Linked DNA regions of Gasterosteus aculeatus: region 1 is linked to region 2. Evidence: chromatin contacts called from public Hi-C data. All regions are on one chromosome and are shown on one strand. Each heading gives the region's core, a stretch centred on a gene start, on an enhancer-like site or on the middle of the called end of the contact. The rest is flanking DNA. Distances are from core to core; before and after follow the strand shown.

Region 1 (5,060 bases), core at 743-3,242, 47 kb after region 2:
ACAGCGTGGGTGTGCGACTCAATAGCCTGCATTCAATTTACGGTTGTGACCTTATCAGAGGATGTGCAGAGGATTCTAACTTCAACATTGAATAGCAAACAGATACTAATTTCCCGCAAGAGTATATTCTGCAGGGATGGAACACCTTTGTTTTGCAGGCAAATGTGTTTGCATGTGCATCTGTCGGTATGATGCTTTAAGAAGGCAGCATGTGTTTGTGTTCTCCTCACCAGACATCTAACAATGAGGAATGAACGCATTAGTGTGGAGAGGCCCCTGTATTCACCCGGCACCACACTGCCCATTAATAATGCACTGCCAGGGAATAGATGGGGGGTTGCAGGGATTAGTCCTGCACTAAGAACTCACTGGCTATGTCTGTTAGAGATGTTGGTCTGTGACCAAATCAAGAAACATCAGCCCACTTGCGACTAGACTTTAAAATACAGCAAGATTTTTTTATTATTAAATTAAAGTGTTTGTTGTTTCAGATTGCATAATCCTCGAACCTGAAAAAAAAAGAAAAGAAAAGTGTCAGTCGTCTCTTAAGCGAGCTCTACACGACAAGTGGGATCCACAACATTGTGAAAGCAGCCAACATGAAATAGAAAGAGGTTTTGTATTAATACTACAACTCTTATCACATTGATGACAATTTAACCCACCACCCAGTTATGGGGAATCCAATCATCACTTTCTTTTGTTCTGTTCTTGATTTTAACCAAATCCTGAAGGAAATATTTGAACAAACCACATTTGCATTTATAATGACAAAAAATGTAAAACAACAATACACACTTTTACAAAGTTTATTTATTTTTAACACTGTAAAATGGAGTTGGCCCTTTTGTCTGCAATTTGAGCTTCTCCGGCTTCAAACTGTTTGAATAAAACTGTCTGAGAAGTTTAGAATGGAAATAAGTCTTTGGCCAAAGTGCTTACAACTCATAATTAACTGAAATGCCGCAAGGGAGCCAAACAATACTTTTTTTGTAATAGTTTGAAGCATAAAAAGGTGGAATTTTTAACAATTCATTGTACTTCACAGTATTTTGTCAAATCTGTCATTGATGTCAGATGTCTTGATAAATCCAGTGGCACAAAAACGTTTAGTTAAGTAGAAGTAACCTAAAAGTGAAATAATGTCGAAGGATTTTAAAACTCTACTTGCTTTGGATATTGACCCACGATTGACTTGCGCTGTTACGTCCGGATTGCGCACATGATTTAAATAGATTGTGAATACCAGTAATCTAATACAGATTAATTTTCTGCATATGACCTAATAAATGGCTACAAATGGACTTGAATGACTTCGAGGCACATTGACAAAAGCCTGCAGTCTGCCTGGCTGTCTATGGCCGAGAACATTTGGCCAGTGTTTTGTTTTCCGTAATTATGTAAAGTAAATTGTGTTTCTTTTGTCAGACACTGATGTAAGGAATATAAGAACGTATTCATAATTATTTTCTTTGAAATCCATAATTAGGCAGATTGTGGTGGTGATCATTTTAATGCAAATGTGGTGGGCCATTTAATTAATTCATCCAGCAGTGAGGTGAAGCGCAAGATGGTGTTTCTTTATTAATTTATTCAATGTGTAGACCCGAGGGACTCTGTAGTTTCTGAGGGGCCACCGGCTGCAAGAAGGGGTTGGAAAAAAGATTTATTTTTTTGTCTTTTCCAAAACTTTGTTTGACACTAGGAATACTAAAGATGCCCAAAGACAAATATACAGTAGCTTAAAATAGATAAATCAAAGACTACATCAACTTGATATTGCAATTTGGGTTACATAATAAAAAATGCAACAACGGCAACAACTTTATGTTTTAGTAGGAGGAAGAACAAATACTATGTCTTAATTGACAATAGCCTAATTTTCTCACTGTTCTAACATAGCAATAAAGAGATGTCTGTTTTCATTTGAATGGTTCTGCATTTGACTGATTACCATTCGCCCTTATGGACGCGTTCATTCTTCATCTTCAGGTGGAAAGAAATCCCAGGTGAGTTTGTACCTTTTATCAAAGCGCGTGTTTGGGGCCCAGCGGCCCCTCCTCCATCAGCTGATGACGCCGTGACGTCACGCCCGAGCCTGGCAGGAAGCGCCTCTTGCGTTCAGCCGGAATACGAGGAGAAGAAACGGCGTCGCACCGAACTACCGGGGACGGCGAAACCGAGCGTTTGACGGTAAAGTACCCGTTGTGGACGCGCGACCAGCGTGACGTGACGGGCGACTCGTGGTCCTCTTGTCGCATCCGCACGGCGGGTCGACTGCTAATTTGTTAGCAAGCGCGTTAGCTTGGTGTTGTTGTGTTGACCGAAGTTGTGTTCGTTCACTTTACGGGTGATGAAATCCTTAATTCCTTCGACTCGATAGTGGGCGATGGGACGTTTAGCCAGCTTGTCAGGCGGTAAAGACGGCAAATAACGTTTTGTGGACCACTGAGCCGGCTGCGGGACGTGTAGCGTTAGCTTAGCTTCGTTAGCGGTTGTGCTGAAGAACGCTTTCAGTTTTAAGTTAAGCCTCGTTTTATTTGACAAGTCACAGACTTGCTTAAACGTTGCTTACACACTTCTATGCTAACTACTTACTTTACTTTGGCAAACATACAATAAGAATCATAAATCCACAGCAATGGATTCATAATCAAGTTCAAACCTTTGGGACTAAACGGCTCATTTATCATGATTTTGTCTAATTGGAAACGTGTATTTTAGATATTATATTAGCCGATATGGAGAAGGGAAAGGTGGATTCCCCTTTAAAAGTCATTTATGTTTTTTTTTTAAACATATTTTATTCATAATTTCAATGAGAAACTCCACCTGGCTGGAAAGAAAATACTTTGTTTAACATTTATATTTCTTTAGTTTTACCAGCACAGCCTTCACTAAATGTCCCACAGTCTGTTTTTACAGTGTCATAGAAGTGAACCCGTAACTTGTTTTTGCTCATCGTTTCTCGTAGAGGATCATTGGAGGATGGACGGTTATCAGAGAGGACGTCCGTGGGGAAAGCTCATCAAAGTGGACTCCAGTGAAACTATCCTGCTCTTTAACCGGGAATGCACAGTTGGCCGAAAAAAAGGTGGGTTCATATTCTGTGTGTGTGTCACACATTTTTGGAATAGGCACATAAAGATGATCTCTTCACCTGTCGGACATCTTTTAAAAACGTCTAACCTGCTGCCAAAGCTCCAGGAGCGGTGATGTCTGTTAACAGAAGGCCGTCCCTGTCTGTCTGTCTGTCTGTCTGTCCCCGTAGACGTCGCTGTCAGTGTCTGGAGCCCTTAAAAACCTCCCCCTTGAAAGCACAAAGCCTTCTTTAGTGCACCCAACTTAGACAGCCCCTTGTGATGATAACAAAAGGCATCCATTGACAACATGTGTGCAGAATATTAAGTAGTTTTTTCGTGTATGGGCTTTTGCCTAAGAAAAGGTTAGGCCTATATTTCCCCCTGTGTCTGCTTTGTTGTCGAGGGCTTTTGAGTGTCTAGCCTTAATTGGTGTCTGGGCAATAAAATGTTTTAAAGCGATGTCCATGGACTCAATAGTTCATTTGTTTATTTTAACGAATAGGCTCAATATTTCAAACTGTATTGCCATTTAAAAAAAAAAAGTAGCCCAAGTAATCAGTCTACTGTGTGTTTTTCTATTTTGCTGCTAGGATGTTATCTGTCCTTCCCGGCCAACAAACTGGTCTCAGGGGAGCACTGCAAGATTGTGCAAGACGAAAGCTCGGGGCTGGTGTGGCTTGAAGACACCAGGTACCAAACATTATATTAAACAAGCCATATTTTGGAAACGCTTTAAAACCTCTGTACAGTGACTTGTGTTTTTGTCTGTATGTACTTTAGCACTAATGGTACAGTGATCAACATGTCCAAACTGGTGAAGAAGCAAACCCACATGCTACAGAGCGGCGACATCATCTACTTTGTATACAGGAAAAGTGAGCCAGAACAAAGTGAGTTGTTCAGTTTTTTTTCCATTGCGCAATACTTTTATATGAAATATAAGAGAAAAAGAAAGAAAAACAATATCCTCTCTTGTCACACTGTAGACATTGCCTACGTTTACCACTCCATCCAAATGGAGCATGCCACGTCAGGACATACTTATGGTAAGCAGCCAGGTGATTCCCCGCAAGTCTTTTGTCAAATGTAACCTCTTTTGTTCCACAGCTGTCAGTTACTAACCCCCCACCCTGTATCTAAACCTCAGAGATGGAGAGGGCGGCCCACAGTCCTGGCCCTTTCCCACTCTCGGTGGAGCCCGTAATGCTCCCCAAGGCTTCTCGTGATCAAACGCTGGAGGATCCTCAGCCCTCCACCTCCTCGTCCCTCTTCTGTATCGGGAGCCCCAACACTTCTGGTCCCGCAGCAACCACCGCCTGTCCCGCTTCAGGTGGGTTATCTGCTAACGCGCTGCCGAAGAGTTGTGATAATCAGCTTTCCGTCTGGAATTTAATTACGCATCCCATTTTTTAAATAAACCGTTGTGAATACGTATAATTGTTTGGGATTACAGTTTAAGCTCCTTACGTGGAATGAGAGTTCTGTGGTTATGTTCTCAGCTGGTTGCCTGGTAATGCCATGGCGATGCTCCAGGAAGTGACTTCTATCAGCCAAGAAAGAGTTTGGTGCACAAGTCCTCGTAAAATCCTATCATGTCGCCTTTGCACTTTGGTATTTGTACCTTTTTCAGACAGGACCAAGCTAGCCTCTGCTAAGCTAACCGTATATAGGCTGCAGCCTCATATTTAACGGCAGATCGGTTATTGGTCTTCTGTAAAGAAGGCTCACAGGCAGATTTCCTTGAATGACAAACTGATGCTTAATAGGCACAGGTACTAACAATATAGGCTACATCATTATACTGTACAGTATTTGATATGATAAGAGTATAACTATAACGGTATAACTTACATGCATCCACTCTTCTAAATGAACCCTCAGATCAGTCATTGATGTAAACAGACTTGCTGATGTAAATCAATCAATTCTGAACTTGTACGATATACTTGCCAGATGATGGAGTAAGTGTCCCTGGTT
Region 2 (4,655 bases), core at 545-3,044:
GAGTGCTCAATAATGAGCTGAATTCTAATACAACTGACCCCCATTAAACAATTGACTTCCCGTCATCCCTCTATACGGCTATCGTAAGACCATGATCACAGAAAACTACTTCCCGCACGGTTGCAGTCGTGACTGACCATTGTAATTGGAAACCACCGCTAACATGGCCGTTGTCAAGGTCAGGTCACAGTGCGGTGTGTGAGAATGATGTTACACAGTAAGTGTGAAGTCTAAAGCCGTAAGCTCCCTCCCAAGGTCTCTGCAGTTGTCGCGTTGGCGTTAAACTGGCTTGGGCTGGACTCCCTGGAGGTACGCGGTTAACTCCGCAACCCCCCCCCCTGCATCACCCTCTCCCTTTACAGAGCAAAGCTCCCGGCATGTCCCCCTGATATGTCATCATGGTTATTTATACACTCCCACCCAACATTAAGTCACAGATCTGAAGCGTCACACAGTGACAGATGACAGAAGGGCTGAAGCGCTACGTCATGAAAAGGAAGGTGTGTGTCTGTTGCGTGTGGGGTTATAGATCCGATTAGGGTGGAAACCTTGTCGCTAAGGGAAATAAAGCTGTGGATGAAAAGACACTGTGGGGCGCCGGGGACCTTTGTTACCAGAACAGACTTCAGCAGCAGCTCTTAAATAGTGAAAAGCAAATACTAAACTTTTTCTTTACTTTTCTTCCAGTAGCAATTTCACCTCTGTGTTTGGTATAAAAATGAAAGCTGGTACATTGTGCCAGCCCCCCGACCCAACAACCACCACTGTCACCCCCCCCCCCCCCCCCCCCCCTTCCTCGTATTTCTTATGGTGGCTGCCTGGGTGTAAGGTGTCCCATCCAACCCTGCAGGGAGGCTTCGGGGGGGGTAGCTTGTGTTAAAGCATCCAGAAACCCGAGTCCTGATCATGGTCTGCATCAAAAGTAAATTCCACTTAACGTGCCACATCCCCTTCTAATGTGGCCTGAGGCCTTTGGAGGTCTGAGACTCCTTTATATAGTGCATACCGTGTTTGTTTGTGCTAGCCGGGTGGATAGTGTGGCCTAAAGTGGCAGAGGAACGGTAATGTAAGACCGATGGGACGTTTCCCTGCCCCATTTCCAGTTTTCAACTCCCCCACTTGCCAAGACGAATTCCTAAATTCCAATCAACTCATTTCAGCTGCGGTTTCAGCAGAGGAGAGGTACTGTTACAAAACCAGCATCGACAGCTTCACACTTCACATCGCACAGTTAAACTGAGCTCAGCAGAGAGCGAGGCTGGAAGGTCGGGGGTCAGATGCTTCAAGTGTGTGCACGGGGAGGCGTTTAGGATGCAGAATCACCGTGTGGAGGCTGGTGTGAGGATGCCCAATAGTTTTGTTCGCCCACTGGGATTAGAACAATATTTATCTGTGTTAGAGGGAAGGTGATTCATATTTCTCCAAATCACTGGCACAGTACGGGTGAGATCTGCGCCTTGCTGCGCATTTCTTCCTCTCATTAAAGGTGTCCGTGCCCCGAGGACCAAACCAATGCCAACCACACATTTCCACCACACATTGCCAGCTCTGCCTTCTCTTCTCTTTGTGTGCTGTCTTTTCCCACTGCAAAAGACATTCACTGCATGTGGGTTGAGGCAAGGGAAAGGGTCGCAGCTTTTTTATCACCGTATTTTCACCATTCTCCCCCCTTAGCAAATTCATCCAGCTCAAAAGCGCAGTGCGATCTTTAGAGAGAGGAAGAAAGCAGGAATGTAACTTGTGTAGCCTGAGGTGGGGTATGACTCACCTAGGCATTGTTCAGATGCAGTGAAAAGGAACAACAAGTTCAATAGGAGTTTCTATTGAGCTGTGCTTAAATCCACCTTTCGCTTAACAAGCTGCAGTGAGAGGTGGTTTGCCTACCAAGCTTGCCTGCAGCTCTCCGCAGGGCGATTATGTCACAACGAGCCAGTCAGAATGATGTGTATCTCTCTGTTAGAAGGCAGCCCTGCTGCAGCAACGGCTCCGACTAGGAATATTATTATTATCTCCAGGATCCTCTCCACAGCAACAACGGTGCCGCATTGTGAGGGCTCTGGAGAAAGCTGTTTTTTGAAATAATCTGCCTGCCTGTTATCCTGCCTCCCAGACAATAACATCCAGAAAGGCTTTCTTACTCTCCACCACACACGCTGACGACGGGGGTGAAAAGGCTTTACAACAAAAGGCCGTCGTGGACACGAGGACGGTTGAGCTTCCGTGACCCGTCCTATCACACCTCTTCACAGCGGCCCGGGGGGAGCTGGGGTTTGGATGTGGCTGTTGACCAGCCAATCGGGGAGCAGCGAGCCGTGTCTTAAGGGGCTATCTGCCATCTCGGCTGCGAAGAAGCCTGGAGAGCCCGGAGAAGCCACCGGGGGCCCTGATCCATATCAGGGCCAGAGAGTAATGACAAGCAGCCCCCTGATTCCACCGGGAGATTAAATGTCGTTCTTATCACTGCCGGCACGTACTCCGACATTAAAGAGGAAAGGGGGCCACGCCCCTTCCCTGGTCGGCTTCGCTGTGCCAGAGCTACTGCTATCTCCTGCTTTTGTTTTCCCATCTGCCATTGCCTTTATCTTGCTGTCTTTCTCGCTCCTTTCCCATTTCCATGCCCTCGAACGGGACTTAATCGGAGTACAATGGCTGTGCCACATCAGCCCTTATCTCCCCCTAAAATGTATATATACTCCCTCTCCCGGTGCCCCCCTTATTCACCCAAAGCCTGTCAAGGGAGGGCAGCTGCGCATGCTATTAACCACAGAGTTTGGATCTGGTGTTACATTAATTGAGTCAAATGGATTGCGATGGTTGAGATGATTTGTCTGTCGGCTTTTTATTGCCGCAATTTAGACTGTGCCTCATTGCATTATGCCACTTAATGAGAGCTCTTTGCAGGCATTTTGTCTCTGCTGTTTCCAACATGCCAGGTTCACGTCACAGGAGAAAGTGGGCTACCCCTAATTTTCTGCAAATTTTAGTCGATAATAAGCTGAAAGCAGTTCCCCAGACTCTGTTATAATTCCATACCTTCCTCATGTCCTTCTTTTCTTACTCTGTGTTCCCCCCTGGCTCAAGGTTGGCAACAAAAAGCATAGGCCACACGCACACATTTCTCAAAAAAACTGTTTAATTCAGCTACACAGGTTCAGCCCAGTTTATGTTGGGGCGAGGCTGGTCTGCCGAGAGAGAGAGACCGACACTCCCAGGAGTGCTGTCTTTTATTGTCTTCTATCAAACAGGCTGGCAAGGGAGGCGAGCTGCTGTCCCAGCTCCTCCCACCGGGAAACCATGGCAGCAGCACAGCCAGCTGAGTGGGAGGGTGGTCACACTGTAATCTGTGGGTTTGGAATCGTGATTTGTGACCTAAACCGTCTTTTTATCCCCCCTCACCACGCCTGCTCAATGTTTCATTCCGGGGCCTTTGCCGGGAGTTCGAGCAGGTCTGGATTCTCTCGGTTTGAAATATGCCTTGTCCCTTTTCCTTCATTTCTCCTTATCTGGTTAGTGCTGGCTGTGGGCCTGCTGAGGCGTTGATTTGTGGCCCTCTCTGTCTGCGGCGGCGGAGGCTTTAATGCAATGCATGCCTCTGCCCTTCTCCCTGCTGATGAAACGGGCCCCTGCATTCCCCTGATAGACTGCTAATTTGTATACTAAACTGACAGGCAGCCGTGATAAGGGCTAGCAACTGCTGCACGGCCACAGGGGGGAAGGGCGGGTGGTGTGGGTTGCGGTAAGCGAGACGATGGGTAATATTTTACACAAAGCTCAAGCCCCCCTCCCCCCTGCTCCTCTCCCGGCATTCATATCCCTACGTATGTTGCTAGGGGGAGAGGGAGCAAGAGTGTGCTGCACGCATACACTCACATGCTATCTGTTGCCTATGGAAATGGCTCTTGAGTTAATTGAGGTTTGTGTGTTTTTTTTGTGCGAGACCACTCCATCCTACACGGCCACTGTGCAATTCATTATCACCTTAACGATGCTGAGGCGAGTTCCCGTTGACTGACAGTTGCGTGGGAGGCTTCTACTCTCTTTTTATTTATTTTTTCCGTTCACGCCGCACATCTCATCCTGCTCGCTGGGGGTTTGCAGGGTAACTGGCACCACACCTGTTCTGACGAGCGGGCGGCAGGGTGGCGGCGGGGAATTGGATACATACCGCTGCTGCGGCTCATAAAAAAAAAAACGCTCGGGAGGTTGTTAAGTTTTTTTTACAACGTCGCGCGAGGACAAATGCAGAGGGGATCATTAATTTTGTGTCTCCTGTTGCAGCCCCAGAAGCCGTAGGTCCGCTGCGCGACGTCTGTATCTATTGTTAAAGCAGCATTAGCGGACGTCTGGGGTGAAAGGGCGACAGCGGCCTAAGTGGGTGCTGATAGAAGTGTTTATCAAAGCACCGACCTACTCCCACGCGAACAGTGAAAACCAGGCCGCTGCCGCGGTTTGACTGACGGGTGTTTTTTTAACGATATCAGTGCTGATAAGCTCCTTTTCATCAGTGTTCAAGATCATTGTTTGCCCCTTTTTTCTACACAGAAAGCAAAACCTACTCAATCGCGTAGAATCGGAACATCTTTTGTACTGCCGGTTGAATGTGTTGATGTTGAAGATGTTGTTGCCTCGTATTTGGTTTGTGGTGTCTAAGTGTT

What was found. Hi-C and Micro-C count contacts between places; a contact is called where the count stands out from the background.
Region 1: a Hi-C map of skeletal muscle shows a contact between it and region 2, with 2.9 times the contacts expected there. The contact joins the promoter of chfr here to the enhancer-like site in region 2. A contact is called at or near these places in 2 of 6 Hi-C or Micro-C datasets (skeletal muscle and whole body).

The regions. Positions count from the first base shown.
Region 1 is chr13:17,204,445-17,209,504 of fGasAcu3.hap1.1, forward strand. chfr (checkpoint with forkhead and ring finger domains, E3 ubiquitin protein ligase) reads left to right here and starts at 1,993. Exons shown (of 18, transcript XM_040196593.2): 1 at 1,993-2,193; 2 at 2,975-3,094; 3 at 3,674-3,773; 4 at 3,864-3,973; 5 at 4,070-4,129; 6 at 4,231-4,413. The coding sequence starts at 2,989.
Region 2 is chr13:17,157,892-17,162,546 of fGasAcu3.hap1.1, forward strand. All of the region lies in intron 5 of fbrsl1 (fibrosin-like 1), which reads left to right. Among protein-coding and RNA genes, the nearest start is that of chfr, 46 kb to the right of the region's middle. Within about 2 kb of position 1,795, at least 3 of the 9 cell types and tissues checked have open chromatin away from gene starts, as enhancers often do.